Linked DNA regions of Hordeum vulgare: region 2 is linked to region 1. A link is a contact called in public Hi-C data. All regions are on one chromosome and are shown on one strand. Each heading gives the region's core, a stretch centred on a gene start, on an enhancer-like site or on the middle of the called end of the contact. The rest is flanking DNA. Distances are from core to core; before and after follow the strand shown.

Region 1 (5,465 bases), core at 2,206-4,705:
GCGTTTCCACGAAGCACGAGACAGAAGTTTAGCTTGAAGGAAGGGCTACACTTTGTTGAGAACATATCATGTGCAATCAGAAAATATTCGGAGGCCTATGTCTTGCCTATTGTGAAATGGTAGTCCGTTTGGGCGTAAGTGATCATGTTATGGGTCAGCAAATACCCTTTTTCTGTACTTTCTGGAAACTTTTTTTGCATGTTTCTTGTGTTCGTTTTTATCTCTTTTCCTTATGATCTTTTTGTTTTCTCTATTTAATTTTTACACTTTTCTTTGAGTTTCAATGTTTTATAGTTTTCTTTTATTTTTAGTGGGCTGCTTCGGGTTTATCGGCGAATGTTTAGTAAACATCCGTCACCTTGACGATCGTTTGATGTACGTGCGTAGCCGTCCGATCAACGCGGCTCGGTTGCCTCACCGCATCCAATAATTTCTGAAACAACGGTCGAGTTGTAGAAACAATTACTTTGTTGCAAAATAACCTTAGACCAGTTAATTTCTGAAACAACGATCAAGTTGTAGAAACAATCGCTCTAACGTAGAACTTTTTTCTTCGTCTTTCTACAACATAGGTACTATTGAGGAAGAATTTTTTGCAATAAAGTTCATGCTGCATAAACTCAGTTGCGGATTGCTTGAGACAAACCCCTTCCTTTTCTCCACGTGCATGCAGCCGGAGGGTGCGTCTCCTCCATCTTCTTCCTTCAGACGGGAAAGGGAGGACGCCGACGTCGAGCGATGCTTGTAGATCGCTGCTCACGCGCGGGAGGGCTGGACGATGACGGGATGGACACGGAGCTCCATGCCGCGCCAAGGGATGGTGCTCTCGGGTCTCGGGGGTGGCCGGAGATGGAGTTTGTGGAGGACGCAGAGCCATGGCGGCCATGGTTGATTTCGGGGAGGAAGGGCTCGGCTTCGTTGGGCGTCCATGGGGATGGAGTCTCTGATGCATCCGGCGCTAGTGGGTCGTGGAGTTGAGGCCGGGGGCGAGCCAGCAGAGTAGGTGATGCGGCGGCGTTTGAGGGCGGCTAGAGCGTGGCAGGTGAGCTGATGGGCGGTCGGCGGAGCAGGTGCGGCGACGGGCACCCACCGCAAGCACAACACCGGGAGCTTGCGGACGGAGGCGGAGGCGCGGCGTGGACAGGTGGGGAGCCCTAGCTTCAGGACCGTTTCCCTGGAACAACGGTCCAGTTTCAAGAAACTGTCGCGGCTAGGTCGGTGCTCTCTTGGGCTTGGGCACGATCTCGTTCGTCAAATCGAGGCAAGATCAGTGGACGAGTGGGCAGCGGAGAGGTCGCACGGATCAGGCAATGGGAGGTAAGAGTTTTCCTTATTTTTATGTTTATTTTTCCTTATTTTTTGTTTCTATCTTTATTTTCAGCCGGTTTATCTTCATTTCTTTTTTGCTTTCCTTTTTTCAACACATGTCTACTTTCTTCGAGTATGCATTGTATATATTTTTATACACGTGCAACATTTTTAGAAAAATGACATCTATTGAAATGCTTGATCAAAATTTATTGAAATACATGTTAAATATTTATTAAGTTCATGTCAATTTGGTTATCCTAGGCAATCATTTTTTAAAATTGTATAGATATCTTTTCGAAAATTTATGATCATTTTTTGGGAATGCATGTCTATTTTTCTAAAATGTTTGTTATATTTCTCGAATGGTTGGAACTATTTTTTATAATTACTCAAATATTTTTTAGATAGCATAACATTTTTTTAAATGTCACATACATTTTTTGAAATGTGTGTATATTTTCTAATTATTACAAATATTTTTTATACATTTACACCAACCAAAAAATACGGCTTTTACATTTTTTTGAATTCTTGATGTATTTAATAAAAAAGGCAATCCATGATTTTGAAATCTATTTATAATATAATAATATAAACAAACAAAAGACAATTTCACGTGCGTACATGTGTGACTATAGGCTGGGCATTATTTGATGTTAGATGAACCAACTAGCGATCAAAATGGGACGGCCCAATTCCGTGAGAACGCATAAGTTATAGCGTCCGCTTTTTGGACCCTTGTAGAAGGTTCCTAACCGGTTTAGGGAACTTTTTAGAAGGATCTGAAACTAGTATTTATAGGGTTTTTTCTGTTTCTGTTTTTTTTCGTTTTTTTCGTTTTTTAAATTTATTAATTTATTTTGTTTTTTATTTTATTTCTTTTTCTTTTTTCGATTGTTTTTCTCCTTTTATTTTTCAGTTTTTATGCTATTAACACGAACATTTCTGAAAAGTAATGAATAAATATCCAAGCGGGAACATTAATTGAACTTATGTACACTTTTTTAAACGGAACATTTTTTGAACTCACGTACATGTTTTGAAAAGGAAAACATATTTTAGAAAATGAAGCACATTTTCTGAAATCCCCGAAAATTTTGAAATCATGAATATTTTCAGAATTGGTGAACAGAATTTGAACAAGTTTTCCATTTGTGAATTTTTTTTTAAAACAAAATAATTTTTGTAAAACAGGATTTCTCTTATACAAATGTGAAAACAATAACATTCTGACCCAACTTATTTTTTCTTTGAAGTAATTCTAATAATTATTTTTCTATTTTTTCAAAATTTAGAACATTTTTTCAAATGCCCGAATATTTTCAAATTTCCAGATTTTTTTTTCTAATTTAGGAACATTTCCATGAAAAATACGATATATTTTGATATAAAGTTCAGATTTTAATTTCGAAAATTCCAGAGCATTTTTTTGCATATTCCAGAATATTTTTTCAAAAATCTGGGACTTTTTTTCAATTCTAGCAGAATTTTGAAATGGAAAAACATTTTCTTAAATTGCGGAACACAATTTCTAATTCTGAATCATTTTTGAAATTTCCGGAACATTTTTTCAAATTCCGCAATTTTAGAATTGCCGAATTTTTTTTCAAATTCTAGAGCCTTTTCAAATTTCGGAACTTTTTTATATATTCCGGAACATTCTTTTAAATTCCGAAACTTTTTTTAAAATTCCGGAACATTATTTTAAATTCCGGAACTTTTTTTATATTCCGGATATGTTTTTCAAATTTCCGAATTATTTCATATTCCAGAATATTTTTTCAAATTTTCGAAGGTTTTTTCAAATTCTGGAATATTGTTTCAAATTCGAGAACATGTTTTTAATATCCAGAACATGTTTTGAACAGAAACAGAAAAAACAAAACGGTTCAGGAAATCTTCTAAAAAGTTCACAAAACCGGAAAAGCTGGCTCAAAATGTCCAGCTGGAAATAGATAATTCAGGAAAGGTTCCTAAAATCAGCTGGATGTTCCCAAAATAGATAAAGACCAGCTGGAAAGGTCCAGCTGGATGTTCCCAAAATAGATAAAGACCAGCTGGAAATCTCTGAAAGGTTCCTAAAATCGAAATCGATGCAACAGGTAAACGGGCTGGCCCAACTTAGCTCTTCGGCAAGCTTTGCGAAAGTTCGATAATTTTACACAATATGCCTCAAATAGGATATTCCCGATTTTAGGACAGAAGGAGTACCAATGATTCAGGAAAAATCCTATATACCATTCACTGCGTCCAATTGTCGAAGCTTCGCATAAGATGGCGTGAGCGGTGGTGGCAGTGGGCCGGCCTTTTTGAAGCGTTCCACAAATCGCGGTTTTGGAAACAATCGAGAAGATTCCATGAACCTCTTTTTCTTTTTTTGTTTTCTTTTTTCTTTACTATTTTCTATTTCTTTTTTTCTCATTATGTTATAAAAAATGTTCCCTTTTTCAAAAAATGTTCGTGAGTTGTAAATATATTTTGTAATTTTGAAAAATGTTCCAAAATATAAACAAATGTACAAGAATATCAAAACATATTTTATAATTTGAAAAAATGTTTCGGAATTTGAAAACATATTCCAGAATGTGAAAAATTGTCTCGAAATATGAAAAAATGTTTAGTAATTTGTAAAAATGTTCCGGCATTTTAATTGTTTTACAGAATATGAATTTTTGTCCCAGAATATCTAAAAATGTTCCGTAATTTGAAAAATTTCCGGAATATGAAAAAATGTTCCGGATTTTTTATATAAAATATTTCAGATTTCCAAAAAAATGTTTCAGAATTTGAAATAAATGTTTCGTAATTTGAAAGAATGTTCATGAATATAAAAAAAGTTCCAGAATTAAAAAAAAAGTTCCGGAATTTGAAAAAATGTTCAAGATTTTTCATGAACGAGATAAGTTCCTAAATGTTGTTGGATTTTCAAAATATGTTCTTGATATCCAAAAAATAATTGAGATTTTAAAATAGTTCTTTAATATCGTGAATTGTTTGTATTTTTCCGAAAATGTTCTGGATTTTTAAAAAATGTACTGGGTTACCAAAAAATGTTCTTCGAATTCGAAATAATGTTTCAGATTTTTTTCAAAAAAATATTTTGGATTTTCGAAAATTGTTATTCAAATTCGAAAAATGTTTTTGCTTTTCAAAAAATGTTCTAGATTTAAAAAATGTTATGGAGTTTCAGAAAATTATCTGGATTTTCTAATATGTTTTTTAAAAAATGCTCTTGTTTTTCAAAATTTGTTCTCGAAATTCAAAAACAATTCATATGTTCAAAAATTGTTCACGTTTATGAATTTGTTCAGGATTTTCCAACACTGTTCTCATTTTCAAAATTTGTTCTCGATATTTAAAAAAAATTGCGTTTAAAAACTTGTTCAGACTTCCAAATTTGTTCTCCTGTTCAATTTTTTTCTTCCGAAATTTCAAAAAATGTTTGTGCTTTGAAATTTGTTCACGGTTCCAAATTTGTTCCAGTTTTTCAAAATTGTTGTTAGTTTAAAATTTTGTTCTCAAGAATCAAAAAATGTTTGTCTTTTAAAAACTTGTTCGCGTTTTTAAATATGTTCCCTATTTTTAAAATAGTTCATGTTTTCAAAAAATAATTTAAGAAATTCAACGTTTTTATGTTTCGATAAAAAATAAAAAAATGAAAACAAAAAGAAAAACGACCCAAAAAAGAAAAGAAATAAGAAGAAAAGGAAAAAAGAAAGCTACACGCATTGTGTACCTACTTGGCCGGCCTAGTCAGCCTTCCAAAGGGGGAAGGGTCTTTACTTTCCCCCTCAGGGTAGGCAAATAATGATCGGGATAGCGGACGTAAAGCTATTGAACTTAGGTATGCTCTTTTTCCTTTTGTCGAAGTGGAATCGTAGAACAGAATGCGATACGATGAGATAGAATGCAATAGAAATAGAAACAAGGATAGCGAATGGGTTACCTACTCCTAAGGGTCAAAGCAAGCCCTTTAATTCAATTCTATATTCTTACATTAAAATTCTTACATTAAAGAATGAATAAAATCTCCTCAAGTAGAATTCGAACCTACGACAGCCGACCGCTCTACCACTGAGCTACTCAGGAACAAGGGGGGATTCAACCTCCTAGAGTTCAACTCCCGCTCTCAACCCATGAACAATATGAGTCTG
Region 2 (5,465 bases), core at 1,565-4,064, 59 kb after region 1:
TGTATTCGTAACGTCATCAATAACTTAGAAAAGTTTTAATTGCATTAATTGTAATTTGGAAACCACATTCATTGCATTGAAATGCACTAATATTGGAATCAACATTATTTATGGATAATCTATGAAATAATATTACTGTCAATTTGGACGTGTGTTGCACGGACACGATTACTGGTACTCCAAGTAAGACATATGGGCACATTTTTACAATAAAAGTTTGAGATCTTTAAAACCTTTAAATGTATATGGTGTGTGGCTCGCAGACTTGTCAAGCAAGGTCTACATTCATCCATCAAGGAAGTTATAAGTTTTGTTTTCCCTCACAAGAAAATTAAAACCCTAACCTCTGCATCGATCACTACTCACCAAGATATATTCTTTGTAATTTGGAAAAGTTAGAGGAAAACTTCATTTGATCCTTATCTTTGGTCGGCATTTGTACTTATCTTCAGTCTCCAAAATGAAATACTATCATGTTCTCTGTATAAAGATCGTTCTACATATTTTTCAAGAACACCACATTCTACATTTTCATGAGTGGGATCCACAAATGATCCAAGGTTCCCTTTGTTCATTCTTGTACGGTGTATTTGTGAGAGCTATCATTACAATGAGCGACTGATCAATTCTCTGCTGTGAATCAGCTACTAGTAAAAACTAATTTAACAGGATCATCTTTCATATAGTGAACATGCACAGAGAAACCAACCCTAAACCACATTATCCATGCAAGCAATGCGGGCATACACCTACACACTCACTTACCTTGTAACCGCAATGCAGCCCGCACGTCGCCTAGCTCACGACGGTGCCCACGCCGAGGCGAAAACAACGTTGTGCCCCTTCCATGTGAGCATGAGGTCGTCGTCCTCCCGCTTCATCCCCCACCCGGCCGCGTGCTCACTCAACATTGTCCTTATCTCCCCGGCCGTCTCCTCGCCGAACGCCACCGACCGGAACCCCGCGCCGCTCATCCTTTGCCCCCACCTCGCCCGGTCCTCCTGCCGCTCCACCCTGTCCACCCCTTCCTGCGCCAGCACGTTCTCCACCTTCCACCCGACCTCCGCCTCGTACCACCGCCGCTGCTGGCTCCCCTTGGGCAGGAAGGTGTCCACGGCGTCGTACGGGATCCACAGGAAGTTGAACGCCGCCCGGAGCCTCCCCACCACGTCCCCCGCCGTGAACTCGGCATCCTCTTCGGCCACCACCACCAGCGTTGGGTCGAGGGTTCGGATGGACTTGAGGAGCATGGTCCGGAGCGAGACCGACTGCGTCAGGCTCACGGACCCGGCCGTCTCGTCCGGCACGGTGTGCAGCAGCATGTGGCAGTTGACGACGAGCGCCTCGGTGCCGTCCGAGACCAGCTGCTGCACCCGGAGCTGGTCGACTAAGGAAGTGAAGGCGTCGGCCGGTGAGGTGGGTACCATCCGGAAGTCCATTGTCACGTTGCGGGATCGCGCGAAGTTGACCAGCTTAGCACCGAGCTCCTCGTAGGACATGTCGAGCGCCGGCGGTGGCCCGCTGCACCCGACATCGGCCACGGTGAGCCGGAGAATCGGGGGGCCCTCGACGCGGCTGGCGAGCATGTCGATGAGGGTCGGGATCTGCATGCAGTGCGTCGTGCTGAGGTCGACGACGTGAACGACGGCGAAGCCCTCCACGGCCTCCAGGATGGCGTGGTTGGCGGCCATGTAGCCGAACCGGTGCCAGGGCGTGAGGTCGACGAAGCTGGCGAGCTCGACGGCCGTGAAGCGGTGCACGTGGAGCGCGGCCGACTCGACCGCGGCGGCCACGGCCGCGGTCACCGCCTTGCACGCCCCCGTCCTTGAAGCGCGCGCGACGAGCGCGCAGAGGAACGCGGCGGTGAGCCGCTGGTTGGAGTCCCCGTCGGCGGGGGCGATGTTGTTGAGCACCCAGAGGATCTGCTGCGTGAGCGTGGCGTCGTTGGCCTCGATGGCGTTGGCGCAGTGCACCAGCAGCTGCTCCATGCAGCCGGCGCTGTTGAGGTTCCCCAGGGAGATCTTGGAGGAGGGCGGCAGCGTCGGGAAGCTCCCGGCAGCTGGCCACGGGCGTGCTCTCGGCGCGCCGACGTCAAGGAAGAGCCCTAGCCCTAGCCCGTGGTGTCCATTAGGGTAGAGAGGCGGTGCAGTCACTGCAGCATGGGTGAACTGCATCATGTAGGGGGGTCGCGAGGTGGGTGGAATGGAAGGCAACAAATTTGCGGCGGGGCGATGATTAGAAAAGAGCAAAGAGGCAGAGCTAGTACACGTCGAGCAGTTTGAGGAGCGGATTTGGTGCTTGTACAAGGCATATATAGAGGGCCGTGCACTCGCTCGCCCGAATCGGAGATACAGCCTGCAGCTACACGTGCTTTCCAATATATGCCAGTAGAACTTTGGGAATCAAAGGGGAAACCAAGGGAGAATGGAGAGAGTTTGGTTGATTCATCAAGTACGTACAGGGAATATTTCAGTGAAGGAGTAGACGGAACTGATTTGTATTTAGCTAGCTAGCTAGCTAGAAACCATCTGGAGCTGGAAGAAAGGGCAAGAAAAATTTAAATTCTGTGTTCCATGTACGTACCATGAAACAGGATCGAGATCTAACAGCACTATTTTATGCAACTGGCTAGAAGGAATCGATCGACAAGATGATAAACAAGCACATGTGCATGCGTGCTTAATATCGATCGACTAGCTAGCAGCTCTGCTTGTGTTTGAATTCACGAAGAGGAAAGTTGTACTGCCTGCCGCCATGTGTGAGTAGTAAGCTGGAGGAGAAATGGTGCGCGAGAGATCGAGAAGAAGGGGGCCTAGGGAAGGGGGAGGGGAAAAGAAGAAGGTTTACCGGTCACAACTCAAGGTCCATAATTGTAGACGGAATTTTGTTGGATTTTAGTGGATGGACAGCCTTATAATATAGGCTATTAGTCTATTACAATTATCAGGATAACACCATATTACAATTGCTTAACACTTTGGGAAGAACCAACAAGTAGTCTGGCCCACGTGTCGCCAACCCTAGGCGACACGGGGAAAACCGCACCGCCGGCCCTCGGCACCTCGCCCCGATCTCTCCCTCCCGCCGCCGCCCGAGTTCACGCTGGCGAAGCCCGGGCTATGAGCTGTGACGGCGGCGGCGGGGGGGGGGGGGGGGGGGGGGGGTCTTCTTCCCTCGCACGCGATGGCCTTCTCCCATGGCGGCAGCGACATGGACTTTGGTGACCCTATGGTGCGGTGTTGTGGGATCCCGACGACGGACATGGCGGCGGCGACAACGGCGACGTGGCTATTCCACGGGGGAGACGCCCCTGTGGCGGCGGTCAAATGTTGGAACTCGCCGGGCCTAGATGGGCTTTGGCAGGCCGATGGGTCTGGTATGCAGCAGCAGGCTGGCGTGGTGGTTCTGGCAAAGCTGGCTGCTCTAGCAACGTGGTGGTGCCGCGATCGGTCATGCGATGGCGACTGGATCCTGTTGGTCTAGTCTTCGGTAGAGAAGGCGGCGATCCGTGCACAAGAAGCTGGACGGAGTTCTTCGAACAGATCTAGGTAAGAAACTGCTCTTGGCTAGATGCCAAGGCTGGCGATGGCGACGCTCTACGGTGTCGTTCCCTTCTTGAAGGCATGGTCGTGGAGAAGTTCTAGACCACTATCTGCAACTTCTAGGGGGAACCCTAAATCGACAGATCAGAAGACGGCGGCGTGCTTGCGTCATTTCCCCCTTGGGGCGTCATTCTTGGAGGTGTATATGGGCTTGAGGGATCAGTGAATGACATCTTCGGTGGAGCGGCGATTCATCATACACATTCATGGCGACGGATCTTGATGGCATGGCGCCCTGGAGATTATACACCTGATGTGCGATGATGGACTCGCGCAAGAGGGTGACGTTGTCTCGCTTCATGCTAGCGTCGACGACAGCTAAGCCGGGCAAGGTAGATGCATCAGTACAGCTCGAAAGATGGATTGGTGGCAGGTGGCGGTGGCGGCCTCTGAATGTGCGCCGAACCGGTGGCTTGGTTGGGGCCTGAAGTCTTAGATGTTGGGTTTGGCTATGAGGTATGTTTGGCTCAGACTATCAGCATCCCTTCATCAACTGGATAGGAGCAGCGATTGATGTTGCCTAAACGGCAGCTTTAGTCTTACTGCTGTATTACTTTATAAGGTTTTTTATGTATTATTAATAAAGTGTCTGCATGCATCGTCTAGATACAGAGACCCGGTGGTCTTACTCCTTTTCAAAAAAAAAGTAGTACTCCCTCTGTTCACAAAATACAAACATATGTTTAAAAAAAAATCAGATGTATATAGACACGTTTTAGTATGTTTACTCATTTCAGTTTGTATGTAATTTATTTTAAAATATGTAAATACATCTTATATTTGTGAAGTTGAAGGGAAACCGAGGGAGAATGTAGTCTGTAAGTCACCTTCATGTACTTTGACAATTATTCACTCTATAAACTAATATTCCCTTCGTTCGAAAATACTTGTTCTAGAAATGAATATAATGGATATATCTATAACTAAAATAAATCTAGATACATTCATCTTTAGGACAAGTATTTTCGGACGAATGGAGTATTAATTTGAGAAAATTAAAAGCATTTAGATCATTATAATAATGATCTAAATATTTATATTTTCTTTTACGGAAAGAGTTTCGACAAAGAAAATAGGAAATTATCGAATAAAAAAGGAGTAGTATTGGAGAGAGAGAGCGCGCGAGAGAGAGAGGGAGAGCTCACGGGCCATGGCATGATGAAATGATTTCGTCAGTTTGGAACCAGGTCCCACATGGGACGAGGCAGCAGGGCTAGTTTAATAATTATACAGGGTGCATTCTATTTAATATTCTCAAGCAGAAAGTGACTCTTTGTTTGGATTTAAACTTACACGTCCAAGCTCGGAAAAACAATCCGACCAAATAATTCTGTAGGCCAGGATGGTACTGATATTTTTTATTTTCAGAGACAGGATACTACTGACCTGTGTAGACCCAACCGCACTGATTGTTGTTGATATTTTTTTCTTTTTAGTTTCTCCCGACGGCACTGATATTTGACAGTTGTGTCTTCATGTATAGTTCCACTCCGAGTATATTTATCACCGAAAAAGTAGAGTATGCAGTTAGTTCTTGTGAGGATATATACGCGCACACTAAGCACATGAGGAAACTGTGCTGATGCGTCACCCCTCACATAACTTTATTTATACTTTCTCCGTTTCTAAATATAAATATAAGATCTTTTAGAGATTACATCATGAACTACATACATATATATATATATATATGTTTTAAAATGTAGATTTATCCATTTTGCTTTGTATGTAGTCTACAGTAAAATCTTTAAGAAGTTTTATACTTCCTTCGTCCTAAAATAGTATAATTTTGTATTAAAACTAGTACAAAGTTGAGACACTTAATTTAGTACAGATGGAGTATTTATGAACGGAGGGAGCACT

Evidence for each region. Hi-C and Micro-C count contacts between places; a contact is called where the count stands out from the background.
Region 2: a Hi-C map of leaf shows a contact between it and region 1, with 1.9 times the contacts expected there. The contact joins the promoter of LOC123429766 here to the enhancer-like site in region 1. A contact is called at or near these places in 2 of 6 Hi-C or Micro-C datasets (leaf and seedling).

The regions. Positions count from the first base shown.
Region 1 is chr2H:123,316,861-123,322,325 of MorexV3_pseudomolecules_assembly, forward strand. No RefSeq gene overlaps it. Among protein-coding and RNA genes, the nearest start is that of TRNAL-CAA, 51 kb to the right of the region's middle. Within about 2 kb of position 3,456, at least 1 of the 3 cell types and tissues checked has open chromatin away from gene starts, as enhancers often do. A contact at or near this core is called in leaf, where this site is marked.
Region 2 is chr2H:123,376,563-123,382,027 of MorexV3_pseudomolecules_assembly, forward strand. It overlaps LOC123429766 (scarecrow-like protein 32), which reads right to left and starts at 2,815. Exons shown (of 1, transcript XM_045113766.1): 1 at 486-2,815. The coding sequence starts at 2,177. The coding sequence ends at 801.